2 separate regions of the Zea mays genome follow, and region 1 is linked to region 2. A link is a contact called in public Hi-C data. All regions are on one chromosome and are shown on one strand. Each heading gives the region's core, a stretch centred on a gene start, on an enhancer-like site or on the middle of the called end of the contact. The rest is flanking DNA. Distances are from core to core; before and after follow the strand shown. Region 1 holds the start of LOC107228384 (Scarecrow-like protein 3). Region 2 holds the start of LOC541632.

Evidence for each region. A called contact is a pair of places that touch in the nucleus more often than the background predicts.
Region 1: a Hi-C map of tassel shows a contact between it and region 2, with 7 times the contacts expected there. The contact joins the promoter of LOC107228384 here to the promoter of LOC541632 in region 2. A contact is called at or near these places in 17 of 25 Hi-C or Micro-C datasets (bundle sheath, ear, endosperm and 6 more) and 1 of 3 datasets of contacts at active chromatin or transcription factors (leaf).

Annotation. Positions count from the first base shown.
Region 1 is chr10:1,413,599-1,419,497 of Zm-B73-REFERENCE-NAM-5.0, forward strand. It overlaps LOC107228384 (Scarecrow-like protein 3), which reads left to right and starts at 3,751. Exons shown (of 1, transcript NM_001320427.1): 1 at 3,751-5,709. The coding sequence starts at 4,091. The coding sequence ends at 5,611.
Region 2 is chr10:1,250,786-1,257,340 of Zm-B73-REFERENCE-NAM-5.0, forward strand. It overlaps LOC541632, which reads right to left and starts at 5,136. Exons shown (of 5, transcript NM_001111387.2): 1 at 4,514-5,136; 2 at 4,319-4,410; 3 at 4,094-4,189; 4 at 3,903-3,973; 5 at 2,391-3,115. The coding sequence starts at 4,715. The coding sequence ends at 2,869. It overlaps LOC100280499 (2-isopropylmalate synthase B), which reads right to left. Exons shown (of 12, transcript NM_001367129.1): 11 at 5,975-6,120; 12 at 5,468-5,884. The coding sequence ends at 5,743.

The sequences.
Region 1 (5,899 bases), core at 2,501-5,000, 160 kb after region 2:
ATAAAGCGGCTCTCCTCGATAGCCGACGGCCCGCTGCAGCGCCTGCCCGACGCCCTGGCTCGCCGGCTTCTCCTCCCCTGCGAGGGCCTGGCGGGCGCCCTCATCCACCCGTCCGACTACTTCGAGCGCTCCGGCGGCGTCCGGTCCGCTCGCCGTACCTTCGCTGGCCTCAGCCCCTTCCTCCACGCCGCCTTCGCTGCCACCAACCGCGCCATCCTCGAAGCGATGGAGGACGAAAAGGTTGTGCGCATCGTCGACCTGTCCTGCTGCTCAGCTGCCTCCCACCCCTGCCAGTGGCTCGACCTCCTCCACGGCTTCGTCCACGGCCGCCGGCCACCCCCGGAAGTACGCCTGACAGTCGTCCACGACGACGACGACTTCGTGGCCGGCATGAGGGCGGCGCTAGCTAAGGAGGCTCACAGGCTCAATATCCCGTTCCAGTTCAACCACGTGCTAGTAGTGCGCGGCGGCGGGCTGGAGACCATGGACTTGCGCGGCGACTTCCGCGACGTCCTAGGGGTCAAATACGGCGAGGCGGTCGCCGTCAGCTGTTGCCTGCAGATGCACCGCCTGCTCGCGCCTCGCGGCTGATGACGACAGTGCCAGCTGCTCAGCTCTCGCCCAGCTCCAGAACATGGCAACGACCGCAGCCGCGCAGCTGAAGCATATGGCGTGCAGCAGCCGCAGCCCGGCCTCCATCCTGAACTATCCGCGGACACCGTCCCCGCAGTGCCAGTGCCAGGTACCCAGGCCGCTGGCGAGCTTCCTCGGCGCCGTCCACCACAGGCTCAAACCAAGCATCGTTGTCGTGATGGAGCAGGACGCCAACCACAACGCCCCGCCGTTCTCCGCCCGCTTCGCTGAGGCGCTCGGCTACTACGCAGCGCTCTTCGACAGCCTCGACGCCGTGGCGGCTGCCAGTGCCGCCGGCGACCGGGCGCAGGTGGAGAGGATGGTCCTGGGGGAGGAGATCAAGAACGTACTGCTCTGCGAAGGAGCCAGCCGCCTCGAGCGGCACGAGAGGCTCAGCCAGTGGGCGATGTACATGGACGCGTCAGGGTTTCGCCGCGTCCCGCTCAGCTTCCGCGCCATTAGGGAGAGTGAGCTCAAGCTCGCGAGCTTCGGGATGAGTGCATGCCGCTACCAGGTGGAAAGCGACGGCCTTCTGCTGGGGTGGGGCTCCACGCGTCTCTACTCTGTATCGGCGTGGAGGCCAAACAAGTCTGGGACCAGAGAGTGTACGTTTAGAAGTTGATATGATCTGGTAGTCCTGCAAGTTTGGGCCGTGCCTGCTGGGCCAGCACGAGCCCGACACGAAATTAGTGGCACGAAGCCCGGCCCAGCACGAACAAAAATTACACGGGCCAGCACGGCACGTTATACGGGCTGGGCCGTGCTCTGGTTGGCGGCCCGACGGCCCAAGTAGCCTGGCACGCCGTAGTGGGCCGTGCTCGGGCCGGCCCGACACGTTTTAGTGTTTCTCACGCGGTCACGTTTTAGGGTTTCAACGTCCATTCGTCTCTCCACCAGCCGCCACTAGCCCACGCCAGCAGCCGCCACTAACCCACGCCACCAGCGGCCATCTCCATTCTTCCTGACTTCCCAGGCGCCCAGCGGCGAGCAGCCATCTCCCAGGCGCGCGCCACCTTCGTCTCCCACGCCCGCACCGCCAGGCTGGCCGGCCTCCACGGCGACGCCTGCCTCGCCAAGCTCTGCGGCGTCATCGCGGCCGACGAGAGGCGCCACGAGGCCGCCTACACGAGGGCGTCCGACAGGGCCTTCGAGGAAGACCCGGACGGCATGGTGCGGGCGCTCGCCGCCGTCATGCGCGCCAAGGTCACCATGCCCGGCGAGCTCATGGCCGACGGCCGCGACGATCGCCTCTTCGATCACTTCTCCGCGGTTGCGCGGCGCTCAGGGGTGTACACGGCGGCAGACTACGCCGACATGGTGGAGCATTTCGTGCGCAGGTGGAAGGTGGCGGAGCTCGACGCTGGCCTGTCCGGCGAGGGGCGGCGCGCGCAGGACTACGTGTGTGGCCTGCCGCGCAAGATACGCAGGATGGAGGAGCTGGCTCAAGACCGTGCGGCTCAAATGGAGGCCCAGTCGGTATGCTTCAGTTGGGTGTTCGATAGGCCCGTCCGCATCCACTGATCAGCTAGCTTCTTCCAATCCAAAGCAAGCTTGGAGGCCCATTTGTCCCTCATCAACTGAAGAAGGGCCAGCTACTTCTACTTATTTTATTGTAATCTTGTTTTGTTTACTGCTTAAATTGCGTGCCGTGCCTGGGCCAGCACGGCCCGACGGAAGCCCGTCGTGCTTTAGGGCCGTGCTGGGCCTTATTTTTACTCACTAAGCCCGATAAGGCACGGCCCGATTTTATTTCGTGCTTGCTAGGCCCGACTAATTGAGGCCCGAAGCACGGCGGGCTTGTGCCGGGCCGGCACGGCCCGGCCCAAGTTGCAGCACTATGATCTGGCGCTGTATCTGAGTTACTTAATTCATAACACGCATCAGTTTTAAATTGCTATCTGGAAAGAATCAGGTTGTTGTTGCGCTAGTTTTTCTTAGTGGATGGTTTGTTGTTGCATTCTTAAGGATGCTGTGTGTTTTCTTCTGTTTCTTCTTTTCAGTTTTGTTGTGTCTGTTCTCCCATTAGCTTCGTGGTGGTTTGTAATTTGTCTGCTGAGACAGCGGCGCACCTATGTAAGGATTGTCCCTTCTTCAAGGAAGTGTGAAGCATGATCTTGTCTTAGGTCGATCTGCGGTTCCTAGACGGTACTCCAAAGAAGGGAACCTGTACACTTGGTGGCATAGACTGAGAATGCTCTGTAGCAAGCAATTAAGCAAAAGTTTCGATGACTTACTAATTTATTTCTGATGGAGGTTGGAAAGAAACAACAGAATCTTCAAGAGACAACAGAGAACGACAGAGCAAGTTGCGTAGGTGGTGAAAGAGCTCGTTGGTAGAGGTTTAGCTTGTCTGTAGCGGCTAGTTGCCCTAACCCTCTTTCTTGATGTCTGTTTACTAAGCAGTTCTGGTCAAGGGGGTCGGGTCTTTGTTTCAGTGTCAGTGTTCCGCCTAGTGCAGGATCGTTAAGTTGTATGGATTTGTACCAGTTTGTAATGTTTTTTTTCTCCCTTCTAATATATTGGTTTGCCTTTCCCTTTCAAAAAAGATCTCTTTCTTTAAATGAATTGTGGCAATTCTCTTGCCGCCTTTTCTTAAAAAAATCAATTTTGGGTTGCTCTCCATCAGTTTAGTTCCTACCTAGCTTTAACATCTTGAAAAGCCATGCGAATTAGGTATCATTGGAATTTCTCCTATTTGGTGTAAGATGGTGTTGCTGCCTTTTTTTGCCGTGCTTCTGTTGTGTTCTTCATTTGGATTTGGATATCCATGCATATGGATCTGCAGAAGAGATCTGAAATTGTGACGCACGTCGTTCCTAGTCCTAGGTGGACATGTTCTCCTTGCAAACAAGAACAAGTTATTATTACTCCCTCCGTTTCTTTTTATTTGTCGCTGGATAGTACAAAATTACACTATCCAACGACAAATAAAAAGAAACGGAGGGAGTATTAAACAAGCATGCGCGTCAAATCTGAACGACTTCTCCAAGAAGCGGCCACCTTGCAATCACCAAGCATTTGTTTTTGCTGTGGTAAAGCTGACAAGGCTCAAGTGTTTGCTTCTTGTCCTCTGACGAAATTAACATGAATGCAGATTTTGGAGCCATGCCTGGGATTGAATTGATCGCAAAATTGTCTGATCCAAAACGCTGCAGATAAGTTCCAAGCGAATATCTCCCGGGCTGCCTAGTGATTCCACCGAGATGCAGACGACATCGGCTTAGCCCTTGCCGCACATGCGTCCACTCCTGCCTCGTCGCTTCTGCGCTCCATGACAAGGTCACCCACCTCGGAACGTATGAACTCGAGACCCCTGCAGGCTTGCCAACACGTTTGTCGCCACGCCAAGGTCCAGTGTCCAAGCCCAGCAATGGCGTGCGGTGCCTTCATATCCAGCGCAGCAGCAGCGACGGTCCATTAATTGACCACAAGCCCCCGCCCGTCCGAAGCAACCGACATGGACATGTTCCAGGAGGACACGCTGTCGTCGGCCACGTCGTCTCCGGCGTCGTCGCTGTGCACGCCGTCGCCGCACCCGCACGGGTCGTCGTGGGTGCAGGAGCTGAGCCACGACCAGCAGGGCCTGCGCCTCATCAGCCTGCTGTACCAGTGCGCGGCGGAGGTGGCGGCGGGCGCCTTCGACCGCGCCAACTTCTACCTTGAGCAGATCACGCAGCTGGCGTCGCTGGACGCGCCGCACACGCTGCAGCGCCTCGCCGCCGTCTTCGCCGACGCGCTGGCGCGGAAGCTGCTCAACCTGGTGCCAGGCCTGTCGCGGGCGCTGCTGCCCACGGGGCCGGGCAGCCCCGCGGAGGCGCACCTGGTGCCCGCCGCGCGGCGCCACCTCTTCGACGTGCTGCCCTTCATGAAGCTGGCCTACCTCACCACCAACCACGCCGTCCTGGAGGCCATGGAGGGGGAGAGGTTCGTGCACGTCGTCGACCTCTCCGGCCCCGCCGCCAACCCGGTGCAGTGGATCGCGCTGTTCCACGCCTTCCGCAGCCGCCGCGGGGGGCCCCCGCACCTCCGCGTCACGGCCGTGCACGACGCCAAGGAGTTCCTGGCCAGCATGGCCTGCGTGCTCGCCAGGGAGGCCGAGGCGTTCGACATCCCGTTCCAGTTCAGCGCCGTGGAGGCCAGGCTGGAGGACCTGGACGCGGACGCGCTGCGGCACCTCCTCCGCGTGCGCTCCGGCGAGGCGCTGGCCGTCAGCGTGGTGGGGCAGCTGCACCGCCTCCTGGCGGCCGACGACGCCGGCGGCGGCAGGAGCAGCAGGCACGTGCACGTCCCGGGCAGCAGCTGCCTCACCCCGGTGCAGATCATCGCGCGCTCCAGCCCCAGCAGCTTCGGCGAGCTGCTGGAGCGGGAGCTCAACACGCGGCTGCAGCTGAGCCCGGACTACTCGCCGGTGCTCTCTATCTCGCCGCAGTCGTCGCCGGTGCCTGGGCAGCAGCAGCAGAGGGAAAAGGCGCCGAAGCTGGGGAGCTTCCTGCGCGCGGTGCGGGCGCTGTCGCCCAAGATCATGGTGGTGGCGGAGCCGGAGGCGAACCACAACGCGCCCACGTTCATGGAGCGGTTCGAGGAGGCGCTCAACTACTACGCGTCGCTGTTCGACTGCCTGGAGCGCGCGTCGGCGGCGCAGGCGCACCGGTGCGCGGGGGAGCGGGCGCGCGCCGAGCGGCTGGTGCTCGGGGAGGAGATCCGCGGCGTGGTGGCGCGGGAGGGCGCGGAGCGCAAGGAGCGGCACGAGCGGCTGGCGCGGTGGGCGCGCCGGATGGAGGCCGCCGGGATGGAGCGCGTCGGGCTTAGCTACGACGGCATGATGGAGGCGCGGAAGCTGCTGCAGAGCTGCGGGTGGGGCGGCGGCGGGGACGACTCCGCGTACCAGGTGGCGCACGACGCCAGCGGGAAGGCCTTCTTCTTCTGCTGGCACCGCAAGCCGCTCTACTCCGTCTCCGCCTGGAGGCCGGCGGCGTAGCCAAATAATACTAGCTGAGATCGCATCGCATCGCATGTAGTATGTATGTACATCATCGGCATATATATCACTCGACGACGATCGTCTGTCTCATGCCATGTTTGCTCCCTTTGAATTCATCTGACTATTGCTTGCAGTGTGCAATTGGTTTGCTGATCGCCAACACATGGACGACGTCACTTTAGTTGAGTCCGGAAAGTTCATGAGAAGTCGGTGGACAAGAAAAGGAAAAAAAAAAGGCTGCTTCTTGGCCTCATGTCTCCTTGCTTTAGACTCGTGCACAGTATA
Region 2 (6,555 bases), core at 3,886-6,385:
TTGGTCAGAAGTTTAAGCTGTCCTCAACAACTTGCCTATCATATTACCTATCTTGTCTTACATTTTAAAGTTCACTCTATGAATAGTATAATTTACAGTGTAAAACATTCTTTTACATGACCATATGTATAATCTACTGAAGATAACACCAAAATAGACTCAATTGATCGTCACTTCATCACCACCTTGCCACGACCAAGATTCTCTCAGTTTAGCTTCGTGTCATTCTTGAGCGCTAGTGGTGGTGTTAGAAGTGGAAATCCTAACCCTAAACAGGATTGGGAGATGTCGAGTACTCAAGAACCAGGTGCCCGAATTAGGTCCAACAACCTCTTCAAAAAAAACGGTCGACCTGCTAGGCAAAGCGACCAAGCAGGTCTCTGCCGAGCAACCCTGTGAGGCAGAGCGACTGAGTAAGTCCCTGTCGAGCAACCCTGCGAGGGGGAGGTCACAACCCCGTGTCACCGAACCATGTCAGCTACAACAAGACGTGTCGACCTCAAGACACGTCGAGACCATATGCATGACATTTCGAAGGTGCGCCGATAAGTCACTGTCGGCACGACTGCACACGGTAAGAACGGGCGTGCCCCACTGACTTGTGGGGCCAGTCAACCCGACCGCGGGGACCTCAACACCGGACTCTCTACAATTACCCACATAAAGGAAAGGACGGAACAATACACCATATCGGGTGTACACCTACGCATGCAGGAGGGTGACACAAGATTCGTGATGCCACACATGATCCCAAAACACGCAGTGGGTCTACCCTACGAGCCCCGCCAGGGGCCGCTACATCAGCATCAGACTTGCTATAGGGACCTGTATACCGGGCGGAAGAAGCGGTATGCCATACTGGGAGTACGGTTGCACACGACTGTCCTCATACTCCCGACAACGACTCATACAGTTGTCGATTCTATTCGAACACGAGCTGGTGACACCCTCAACGTTTCGTATGTCAGAATCTTGGTCGCTAGTGTGCCCATCTTCGGCTGCCCCTTACTCAATTTTCGCTGGAGCAACCGTGAACCCTTCGCGGACCGGCCTTCGAACTCCAGACTTGAAGGCTGTCTTGCCATGAGTTTTTCGCTCTTCGGTTCCTGCCATAGGAATTTGAACGGGTTTGGGTCCTTACTGGAGAGCGATCCCTTGACGTTTGTAAACGGGTTTGGGTCCTTGCTGGAAAGTGATCCCTTGGCGTTCGTCTAGTTCCTTAGGTCGGGGCGTTCCCAAAGAGTGGCTCGGTCGGTTCTGGCTCCCTTCGAATTTCTTGAGAACCTGCATGAGTCGGGCAGACAACAAAGAGAAAAAAGAGGTATTTGCGTGACCGCGTTTGCTTAGAAAGTTATAAACGTCACACATACTAGAAGGACAAAAAATTGTTAGCGAGAGAGGCTGGTTAGGTACTACTCCCCTCCTCCCTCGCGCTCCTGAGCCCTTAAGGCATCCAGCCTAGGGTCAGGAGCAGGTTGGTTCGGGAGTGTTGGGGTCTTGCTATCGTTAGAATCGTCGCCGCTGCTCGATGTTCTATGTGTTGGTGAGCATCCTTCCCTTCTCATCCTTCAACTTGTAGGTGCCTAGCCGAAGTACCTCTCTGACTATGAACGACCCCTTCCATGGTGGAGACAGTTTGTGTCAGTCTTGGTTAGTTTGGACTCGTTGGAGAACCAAGTCTCCTACCTGCAAGGTCCATTTTCGAACGCGGCGACTGTGGTACCTTTGCAGTGCTTGCTGGTACCTCGCGTACCACATGAGTGCTACATCACGGGCTTCGTTGAGTTGGTCCAGCATGTCCTCAAAGCTTGACTCGTTCTGTTTGCTTGTGTACAACCTCACTCTCAGGGCGTCGTACTTGAGGTCGGTGGGAAGCACCGCTTGGGCCCCATATATAGACCATAAAGTACGTCATGTATCTAGTTGAGCGGTTCGGGATTGTTCTCAAGCTCTAGAGGACCGTAGTTAGCGTCTTCGACCATTGTTGGCCGAGCTGCTTGAGGCGTGTGAAGATCTGAGATTTGAAGCCTTGTATGATCATTCTGTTAGCCCGTTCAACCTGCCCCTTCGCACGGGGGTGAGCCACGGTGGTCCAATCTACACATATGTGGTATTCATCGCAGAACTCCTGTGGTAGGCGAGTTACCAGCAAGGTACCTAGATTAGATAATCCACATCAATAATCTCTGATGTTTGTTTGTCTTTTAATTTATTTAAGCTGGATTATATGATCTAGAGGGTAAAACGGGGCCGAAGACGATGATGAATATGTAGGGAGAAAGGGGGTTATCCTGCGGAAGGCCCTTGCAGTAGTTAATCCAACTACCTGGAACACCATTAAGTAGCACGTAGAGACAAAAATACTGTAGAGTCAAGGAACTGAGAATCCAAGAGCACAAGTGGTAGAAACCACATCACTGAAGAATTTGCAAGAGGCCACTTGTGGGAGAAGCTACATCACCAAAAATTTCTAGATTGACAGTGTGTTTTGAAAACTCTTGGAGATGCACCAAGTTACTGCCCTACTGACTACTGTAGTGACAACTTGTATCCAGGCTAAAGCTTAGAAGCAGTAAAAGGCTACTCCCATCGTAGGTTATCCGACGGTCAGTTTCAGATGTTCTTGGCTTCGGCACCTGCTGCTATGTCCAACGGGCTGTTACTGTGACTCTGTCAGCTGGCTTTCGATTCTGATAAATGAAATAGGGAGATCTGGTGCAGAATCACTTCGATCGATTCGACTCAAGCAGTATCAGTTTACAGATTCCGTTCCGTTTTGCAAATCCAGGGCTAACATCTACGTTACAAATCAGTAAGCCAAAGTAAAGTGAAAAAGAAAAGGTTTTAGCTGTACTAGTCAGTTCTCAGTTAACTGTGCCTTGATCTGTTTGCCAGCTGGGGCAAGATTTCTTCGGTGCCTGCACCCTTTCTCTTGCGGTTGTTTATGCTATCGCTGCTGCTGATTGTGGGGTTCCTGCGTTCGCCACTGTGACTGTCACTTTGCTGGTGCTGTTCCTGGTTGCATCTGCTTTTCAGTATGTGGGGCTTGAGCTTGTTCATGTCTGATAGCCGCACAGGTTTTAGGAAGAACTCGTCAGCTCCTTCCTCCAGGCACCTGGTTCAGAATTTCAAAACCAGGATTGTTAGTTTTCTCTCTCTCCCGTTGATCATATATAGAGCATCATATATATGCTGTTAAAAGACAAGTCTTGCAACTTGTGTTTTTTTATATATTTTTATTTTTGGATATGTCATATCTTATGATTCCTTCTTTTTTTTTTGTTCGAAAGAACAGCAATAATATCGTTTGATTCTTTCTTTGACTTTAGCGCCCTGCCACTGGTGTATCGCGCAACGCAACAATTTGTCAGTGGTGCTAGTGACCTGTCTGCATCAACAGACCTGTTCCATGGATACGTACGGCGATATGAAAAGATCCGCAAGATCGAACTGCGTATCATTTCATATCTTCTTTTATTTGTTTTTGATTTATTTTACACCGACCAGGCCGAGATATAATACAAGGGTTGCTGTCATCTACTATTATACAACACATGTGACAGCAGATCATTAAGGATTCGGAGAGATTTCCATATCCAATCTTTTGGTACAAAACTTATTCATTTATTTATGTCCGCATGCATGGAAGAGAGAGAGAAAAAAGGAACTTTATAGTGGCTGTCTAATGGTTTTGTGAACATGATGTGATTTTCTGAGCAAGAACAGGCCGGCTGCTAAAAAAATCCTTATAAATGATAAAGTTGTTTTCTTGCCTGAACTCTACTCAAGTCCTCACCTCACTAGTGTAATTTTTCCCCAATTTTTAACTTAAGATTTGTTTCCCTTAAAAACTGTTGTTTAGATCCACAAGACAAATAGTAGAGTGCTAGCTGACTGCTCACCTATTGATCCTTGAAGGAATGTTCTCAGAGGACATGATCACCACCGGGATATCTCTGAGAGACGACGACTCCTGGTAGAGCAAACCAAACCAAACATGCATCTTTAGGCCTTGTTATCTTCAGTGATCATGCCAGAAAGCAAGCACTATACAGAATGTTCAGTGATCATGCCGGAGTAGTTCAGTAGTCACCTTGATCTTCTTGAGCAGGTCATATCCTGTCATGCCAGGCATGCAGTAGTCTGTGATGATCAGGTTCACAGCCACATCCTGATTGGCAGCCACATCCTGATTACACCAGAAACCTCTTCTTGAGGACTAGCTAGTGACGCTAGGAGAAGACAATACAAGCAGTGCACAACACGGTTGACCAACCAACTCGTAGGAGCTAGGAAGAGGAAGCCATCTTCTTCTTACCAGCTGGTGCGTGTGGACAGGAGGAACCGTGCTGTCCTGGTCATGGAGGCCCAGGAACTGCAGCGCCTTGCTCCCGGAGTCGACAGTGGTCACTGCATACATTCAGAAACAAAAGCCAAAGGGGCCGGCCACCTTTCGTGAGACTCAGAGCAGAGGCAAAGGAGACGGGAATAATCATCCGGTGGCTGAGTTTGCCTTGGAAGGAAGAGGTCTTGAGGAGCCTCTCGATGAGCTTCCTGTCCGGGAGGCTGTCGTCCACCGCCAGGACATGGAACGGAGTCTCTGTGGCCACCGCCGCCATGACCGATCGAAACAAGGCAGCAGCAGAGCTGCAGGGAAGAATTGGGGTTGTAGAGGAAGAAAGGCTGGAGGAGGTGTGTGTGCTTTGGCTTGGCATCAGAGGCTGGTGCTTCGCTTTCTGATGAATGGTGGTGGAGGATGTGTGTGTGTGTGCTTGAGTCGACAGACACACACACATATATATATATAAGCAGTAAGCACATGAAACGATTCGAGGAGATATGATGTGTGGAATCGTGGAAAGCAAAGCGAAGGGGAAAAAGGTGCGGTGACTAAAAGAAAGTCCCAGCGCATGGAAAGCAAGATCCTGGAGCAGATTTGCTCCAAATCTTGCCACGAATTGACCCCATATCAGTTGCGCTAGTATTCTAGAGCAGGGGCCCGAAAGGATCCACCACCATTTTCTTTTGTTCCCTCTGCCTTTTTCATACTGCTGCTAGTGCTACTACCATATCACATCATATCATATCATATGATATGGCTCGGTTAGTTTTTTAGTTCTTGGGGGTGGTTTTCTGTCCTCTAGCAAGTAGGGGAGGAGTAGATTGCCGTGTGATCGTGCTGACCCGGCCTGCTCAAAGTCTCAGAGATACGGATCGTTGTGGCGATCTGGTAAAGTATGCCGATTTGCTGCTACTAAAGAACCTGGATTTATTATTTGCTGCCCTCTGGCCACTTGCTTGCAATCGATCGATCAATCGATTTATTATTTACAGCAACAAGATTCTAGGCTACGTGGATCATGCATGCCTCCGATTCTGGTGTTGTCCGGCTGACCGCATGTAAGGTTCGCCGAATGAATATTCATGCTGGCATCACAACACTGATATGGATGATTCATCACAGTTTCTACCTTGGGCATCCTTTATTCACCGCTCGGGTTTTCAATGTCTAATGTTTCCAGGCTATAAGCATGTGAATCATTACAGCTGACCTTGGCCAGACTTCTAAATGGCAACATATTCTATGGTTTATATATGGTACAATACAAACTGGCAACGAGCACGGGATATGACACACATAAATTGTACACTACATAGGCCCCAAGACTTCCTGCCTGTCCTAAGCTCAATGGAAGATCCTTCCAGAAATTTTGAACATGTCACTGTGAACTAAACGGAAGCTCATTCTGTGCTCGGGACGCTTGCGGTCTCAGCTACATCGCTGCTGGCTTTCACGGCGCCAGCGAAACTGCAGATCTTGTTCAGGGCGCTCAGGTAAGCTCTGACACTGGACACCACAATGTCCATGGATGCCCCGCTCCCGCTGAAGCCATACGACAAACACGAAGACACAGTGAGAAAGAAGAACAGAATAGCAGAAATTGAAACAGATTTCAAACAACTGCTATATAACCTGAAGGAGCGGTTGAAGGACTGGCCAGTCAGGGCATGTTTGGCGTTGTTGCTCACATCTCCAGTGACAACAACCCGAGTTGTCGCGATTGCGTCAATGCCTTCTGTGACTGATGTCATACTGTATTCTCGGAGAACCGTTGGAATCTGCAGATTGTTAAGTTCAATCAGGATTTCTCTTCATTCTGATAGTTCGGTAGTCAACGAAACAAAATAAACGGATCTGATGAGTTAGATACAACCCCTGCGTGCACTAGTTAGTCTATTAGTGCTTCTCTACTCCAGACTGGTAGGAGACAACCCATGTCATACTCACTCAATATGGTGTTAGATGATTAAATAATTGACATCTTTTTTTTTTGCACACCCCTGTTATTTTCTGGTTAGAATAACACAAATATACCCAATTTTCAAAGACAGAGAAGAAGTGTTGTCAATAGAGTATCTATTTCATGTCACACTGTATGATACTGCAGCTTTTGAAATGGGCCTTGGTGCCATCCCAAGCAACATAACTGACACTTGATTTCTTTCTCAAGATGCTAAAACATACTCAGACACGATGCTCTAATAAATCATGGT